Regions from separate parts of the Sus scrofa genome. Here region 1 is linked to region 2. Evidence: chromatin contacts called from public Hi-C data. All regions are on one chromosome and are shown on one strand. Each heading gives the region's core, a stretch centred on a gene start, on an enhancer-like site or on the middle of the called end of the contact. The rest is flanking DNA. Distances are from core to core; before and after follow the strand shown.

Evidence for each region. A called contact is a pair of places that touch in the nucleus more often than the background predicts.
Region 1: a Hi-C map of liver shows a contact between it and region 2, with 4 times the contacts expected there. The contact joins the promoter of P4HTM here to the promoter of QARS in region 2. A contact is called at or near these places in 1 of 47 Hi-C or Micro-C datasets (liver) and 1 of 2 datasets of contacts at active chromatin or transcription factors (alveolar macrophages).

Annotation. Positions count from the first base shown.
Region 1 is chr13:31,625,777-31,629,199 of Sscrofa11.1, reverse strand. It overlaps P4HTM (transmembrane prolyl 4-hydroxylase), which reads right to left and starts at 1,970. Exons shown (of 9, transcript XM_003132198.4): 1 at 1,596-1,970; 2 at 1,289-1,370. The coding sequence starts at 1,934.
Region 2 is chr13:31,721,186-31,724,495 of Sscrofa11.1, reverse strand. It overlaps QARS (glutamine--tRNA ligase), which reads left to right and starts at 1,296. Exons shown (of 24, transcript XM_021070652.1): 1 at 1,296-1,453; 2 at 1,599-1,746; 3 at 2,117-2,226; 4 at 2,389-2,464; 5 at 2,695-2,759. The coding sequence starts at 1,337.

The sequences.
Region 1 (3,423 bases), core at 721-3,220, 96 kb after region 2:
GCCAGCAGTTGTAGCTCCGATTAGACCCCTAGCCTGGGAACCTCCATATGCCGTGGGTGCGGCCCTAAAAAGCAAAAATTTTCTTTTAATTAAAAAAATAATAATAACAATAATAAATATTTTAGAGCCCTTCCAACAACTGGACTGACACCATAACCTATTTCCCCTCAAATAGCATACATGTGAAATCATTCTCACAGGTCTAGGCATTATTCCTAACCAGGGCCCTCCATCCTAGGGGTAACAGCATGTGCTGAGATGCTCTGCTCTGGTTTCCAGTCCCCTCCTGAAAGCCCCTTAACCACTCCATCCCCCAGCAGCCAGGAACACTTCAGGACGGCAGATGTGTCACTGAGGCTGGGTACCCAGGACTGGACTGGGTAACCTGCCCCAAGCAAGGTCATGGGTCTGGGGACCTCCATTTTGTTGACACTGGTGCTCTTTGAAGGCCTTAAGAGGCTTCACAGCTAGCACACTGGCTTTCAAGTGCAGGCTCTGGAGAAAGGCTGCCTCGTTCAAATCCTAGCTTTGCCCTGAACTAGCTGTGTGAGGCTGGCCAAGCAACCTCAGCTCTCTGTGCCTCACTTTCTCACCAACTAGCCTGACAGCGGGATCTACACTCACCTCGTAGAGGAGTTGTGAGATTTAAATGAAGTGATCACATGCAGGCTAGCATATAACAAGAGCTCAGAAAATGTGAGCTATGAATCTGGTTCCAAATGAGGTCACCCTGGAAGGTGACCTACTGTAATGGCTGAACATGAAAATCCATCCTAAGAGGAATCCTGGAGTGATGGCAGCAAAGGCTGGTGCCCTTGTGGGGCGGGTTTGCAGGCACCAGCTTATCCACACTTGAATAGCCTATTTCTTATCAGACCACAGGGCCCACTTTGGGAGGACTTCCCTTCAGAGGCCAGGCAATCAGCTAGGACCTGGTTAGCAGTCTCTCTGCCCCTCCCCCTAATCTAAAATGTGACAGAATTAACCATGGCAGCGAGTATCCAAAGGCAGTTTCAATGAAATGTTTAGACACTAGTTCTCCCTCACAATGCCCAGCCCTGTGATGGAAGGATCAGAGAGTTGGAGTCACAGAGGGGAGTGTGGAAAGGTCACCCTGTCACTCTATTGTGGAGGTAACAGGGGCAGGAAGTGGGCAACCTGAGTGGAAAAAAAAGGGCTACTTTGAAGCAGCCATTTTCAAAACATAAGTCACGTGCTCAAATGAGCCTCAAGGCAGCTACCGAATCGAAGGCTCTGGACCTTCCCAGGGGCGCCCAAGGGGACTTACCGAAGAGCAGCGGCTTGAGGCTGAGGGTTCGGATGAAGTGATCCCTGTCGGCAACCAGCTGGACCTTGCGCTCATGACCCACCTAAGGGAAAGCGGCACAGCGGAAAGCTGGGGAGCCAGGCCGCAAGGGCCGAAGGAGGGAAAAGGCGCCCCGGCCTGGAGCCCGGGGGTGGGCCAGCGAGTAAAGGGGTGCGCGCAGCACGACCCGAGTGGCGCAGGTGCAGTATAGAGCCCCGGGCACAGCGCCAGCCGTCACGGGCTAGGCGGTGCAGGGCCTGTAGCGCGCGGCGGCGGCAAGAAGCCTCACCTTGATGCCCTCGAGCCGGGTGAGGGGAGCCAAGGTTGGCGCAGGTCCGGGGCTCTGGGTGCGGCGCTGGGGCCCAGGGTCGCTGCTCTCGTCACCGTTGCTGTAGTGTACGAAGAGCAGCAGCGCTAGCACGTTGCCCAGGTACAGATGCACGAACACCATCAGCACCAGAAAGTAGGCGCGCGAGCAGATGCCGCGGGGCTTACCCAGCGGCCGGACCGGTGCATCCTCGCAGTCGCCCAGCCCGGCCGCTGCTCCGACCGGCTCGCGCGGGGGTGGCGTCCACTGCGGACTCGAGTCCTCCCGCCGCGGGCCTGCGGCCGCCGCAGCTGCAGCCATAGCGCCCAAGTGGCGCACGCGCCAATGGGAGGGGCCGATCTCGCCGCGCCGTCGCCCGGACAACCGCCGGCGAGCCTGCGCGCGCCGAGGTTACTAGGAAGACTGTGACCCGGGATGCCGCGCCCGTGCGGAACTCACTATCTCTGCGCCTTGGACCCGGGCCCACACTGGAGTTTTTCTTCCCGAGCTGGATTATCATCAGGCGGAGATACACATTCCCTAAGGCAAAAGCCGACCCATCAAGTGTAGAAGCAGAAAAGACCACCAGTTACAGGAAATGCCCCTGGTAGTTTCTCTGTTCCCCAGTTAGGACGCGCTTCCCTCTTCCCTGAAAAGTGTGGTCTGCATTTTCTCGCTCCTGGGAGGGAGTGAGGTGGCAGCAAGGAGGCAATGCCAAACGATGACTCAATACTGCGGCTGGTTGGGGGCGCCATGGAGGCCGATGCCTGCGTATGTGATGTTGTGGGCCTGACATGGCATTGAGCACTGACACTCGCTGGTGTAAGAGGACAAAAACGCCCTGGAGGTCTCCTCTGTGGTTGGTTTGAACTTCCCAGGGAGGCCTGCAGGAGTCAGGGCTTAGGAAGAAACTCCCTGATGAACGAGGCCGCAAAGATGGGGGACCCAGCCTGTGGTGGTCAGAGGGGGTTTCCGGCAGAAATGCATGTGCTCAGGTGCACAGGAACACTCCTTGCCTCAAAGCTGGTACATATTAAGAGGGAGAAACAAGACTTTTCCATAACTGAGACACCAATGCCTCAGAGTTAAATTCAACTCAGATTATGGCCAAGTAAGATGGGAGGACATACCACTGGTCAAGTGCCAAAGCCTTGGCATGCTCTGTGCTCCCAGTAACCTCCAGGTAGACATGCAGAGACAAGAGCAACATCATTGCTGGTGGTTTCTCCTTATCCTGTTAACACTCCTGCACCCTCCAACTTCCTCCCAGAAAAGTAGAATGTGCATTTTCTGGTCTGCTCAGGGCAGGCCCACCTCTCATTCTCTTAGAGATTCCACACCCAATGAAAGGTTTCATCTATACCCAAGAACATGGGTTCATCTATTCATCCAGTCATCCTTAGGGACTATCTTATCAATCTCCTTAAGATATTACAGAAAAACACTGTCCATGGGAGTTCCCGTCGTGGCGCAGTGGTTAACGAATCCGACTAGGAACCATGAGGTTGCAGGTTCGATCCCTGCCCTTGCTCAGTGGATTAACGATCCAGCGTTGCCGTGAGCTGTGGTGTAGGTTGCAGACGCGGCTCGGATCCCGCGTTGCTGTGGCTCTGGCGTAGGCCGGTGGCTAGAGCTCCGATTCAACCCCTAGCCTGGGAATCTCCATATGCCGCGGGAGCGGCCCAAGAAATAGCAACAACAACAACAACAAAAAGACAAAAGACAAAAGACAAAAAAAAAAAAAAAATGCATTTAAGAAAAACACTGTCCAACAGAAGTTCTGGATGTTTTTTCAAGGAGGGAGGGCAGG
Region 2 (3,310 bases), core at 47-2,546:
CAGCGTTACCATGGGCTGTGGTGTGGGTTGCAGATGCACCTACGATCCCAGGTGGCTGGGATCGTTGTGGCTGTGGCCGTGGCGTAGGCCAGCATCTACAGCTCTGATTCCACCCCTAGCCTGGGAAATTACATATGGCATGGGTGCAGCCCTAAAAAAAAAAAATAAAAACAAAAACACAGGTTGTACATTCAGTTTTAGCCTGATGATTCCCACCCAGCAGGCCCTTAAGGGCCAAAGAGAGACTAGGGAGATCCCCAAGCATATCATCATAACTATTCTACCTTCTCTGTCCCACACTATTGAATAAAATATCCTGTCAAGTACTTGCATATGGATTTTAAGGTCTAATCTGCTTGTGGTTTTCCTATATTTGCATGCTTCGGTAAGAAGAGTAAGTATGGGGGTTCCCATAGTGGCTCAGTGGTTAACGAACCCGACTAGCATTCATGAGGACATGGGCTCAAGCCCTGACCCAGCTCAGCGGGTTAAGGATCTGGCCTTGCTGTGAGCTGTGGTGTAGATTGCAGATGTGGCTCGGATCCCACGTTGCAGTGGCTTTGGCGTACACGCAGATACAGCTCCGATTTGACCCCTAGCCTGGGAACCTCCGTATGCCGCGGGTGCGATCCTAAAACAGACCAAAAAAAAAAAAAAAGTAAGTATGGCAGGAGATTTTAAGCCAAATCATCACAGAAGTCATGCAAGGTCCTTCCTGGCCCCAAACCTTCCCTTTCCTGGTTAGGGGTGTGTGTGTGTGGGTGTGTGTGTGTGTGTGTGCGTGCGCGCGTGCAGGTGGAGCTGGAAAAGTGCCAAGACTTTTGGGGCGCATCCATGTGCCATTTCAGACGTCTGTTCTGGAGTCTTGACCGGATTTCCCGGGCTTCATTTTGTTCAGCTGTTTCCGTGACAACTCCAAAGTGTGACGTCAGAAACACGACCTACATTGACATTTGTTTCCAAAAACAAAACTGGGATGGTCCCAAGTTTTCCGGGGCTGAAGGAGAAAAGATGAAGAGTAAAATTACCATGATTATGTCTGCCTCCTGCCCTGGTGCTGAACACCTTCGCTCCAGGTTTGGAACAAATCACCTCTAAAGTACCGCCGCTCACTATCCCTTTTAGAGACCTGAAGCACGAAGACGGAAGTAAAGCGGCGGGAGAGGCCGCCCTCTGCCCTTTAAATGTCACTGACGATCCTGGAGATCCCCGCCCCTTCCCTCCAAGGAAGGATACCATTGGCTTTCGCTGACGGCATCTCACTCCTATTGGTCAGTGAGCTAACTCCGGGGCAGATTGGCCCCAAAGTTTCTTTTTGGCTTCCGGCGTCCCAGCAATGGCGGCTCTAGACTCCTTGTCGCTCTTCACCGGCCTCGGCCTGAGCGAGCACAAAGCGCGAGAGACGCTCAAGAACACGGCTCTGAGCGCGCAGCTGCGCGAGGCGGCGACCCAGGTGCAAACCTACGTCCTTGGCCCCGGCTGCCGACTGTGCCCCAAGGCAACTCCGGGCCGGGTCCAGACCCCGACCCACCCATCTTGTCTCACTCTTGCTTTTCTTACTGGAAGTGAGGCTTATCTCCTGACCCCTCTGACCCTAGGCACAGCAGACTCTGGGCTCCACCATCGACAAAGCTACCGGGACCCTGCTCTATGGCTTGGCCTCGCGACTGCGGGATCCTCGTCGACTGTCTTTCCTCGTGAGCTACATAGCTAGTAGGAAGATCCATACTGAGACTCAGCTGAGCGGTGAGACCCTTGCCTGTCTTGCTTCCACCTCCAGCTCCTCCTCTCAGCCAAGATCCCTATCTAACCATTCTGACAAGACCCACAGTGTCACTCTAGATTACTAGTTCTGCATTCTTCTCTAAACTTAGGCCCTGGCACTGACGGAGAGGGCCACCTCTGGGTGAGACCCACTGGAGAACTGTGTAGGTCTGAGGGAGTTTCCCTCACAACACATGCTTCTTTCCTGTGGCCTTAGGGCTTCTCTAGTGAAGTGCAAGACTTACTTTTCCAGGAAGTCAAACTAATTGGGGTTTCATGGATAGGATTAGGGCCCTGTCTTCCTACTTCTTGGAGCTGAGATGCCACAAACTCCTTGGCTTTCCTTTTTCAGCTGCCCTTGAGTATGTGCGAAGTCATCCCCTGGACCCAATCAACACCATGGACTTTGAGCAGGAATGTGGTGTGGGCGTCATTGTGACTCCAGAGCAGATTGAGGAGGCTGTGAGTCTTTTCTTAGGTGTCAGCTGCCTCCTTAATTCTAAGGAGTGGCTTTCAGTACTTAATACTGGAAAGGAGTGGCCCTGCTTTACCAACCAGAAAGTCCCAGGGTGAGGGGATCAGTCCCTAGAGCATGTCTGAAGCTCATGGTTTGGCTTTCTGTAGGTGGAGGCTGCCATAAATCATCACCGATCCAAGCTCCTTGTAGAGCGTTACCACTTCAACATGGGGCTGCTGATGGGTGAGCAGGACCTGGGGCAGGGGACTACAGACTATGTTGTTATCACTGGTCATGCCTTCTCTTCTGGGCATGAGTGAGAGGGAGGTGGAAGGGAGAGTCGGAGCATCTTAAAAGAGGTCTGGCTGGGCCCAGGCTCTAGTTTCTGAGGTCAGCCAGGTCCTTTTCTTGAGAAACAGGGTGGGAAGTGTCCTCCTTTTCCTTTCAGCAGCTTCTTATGCCCATGTTTCTAGGAGAGGCTCGGGCTGCGCTCAAGTGGGCAGATGGCAAAATGATCAAGCATGAAGTAGACATGCAGGTGGGTGCTTCCTTGAGCTGAAGCAGGTGGAGGCCCTTCTAGAGACAGTGTCTAGCATCCACTGAGAGATAAATGGGAGTGAGAAGGGAAGAGAGCCTATTCCTTTTCTGATAGTGGATAGTAGAGCCTGGGGTAGAGGGGGCAGCACTTGGGTGGGCAGTGAAAGACTTGGCTCTCTGGGTTGTGTCTAGTTTGGGGTGAGTTGCTTTACTCTGAACCTCAGGTTCCTCATCTTGTAAATAATGGTGATGGGGCCTCCATCTCAAGATGTTGGCAGAGAATAACAAGAGGGTGATGACTGAGGTAGATGGCTTATCTGGATGCCAGGCCCACAGTTCCTCTCTATAAGTGGTGTTTTTCTTACTTGAGTCCAGTATGGACTTTCAGGAGGGAAAGAACATTTGAGGCCAGTAGAACCATGTGAGGAGCAGAGGTGGGATGAGTTAGGTAGTTTTTTCCAAAGTGGAGCTGGTAAATAGGCCAGAAAGTCCTTAGGGAGGTGGTAGGGTTAGTCACAGGCTCCTATCCCAGTCCTGACTCTGGTCTCTGCT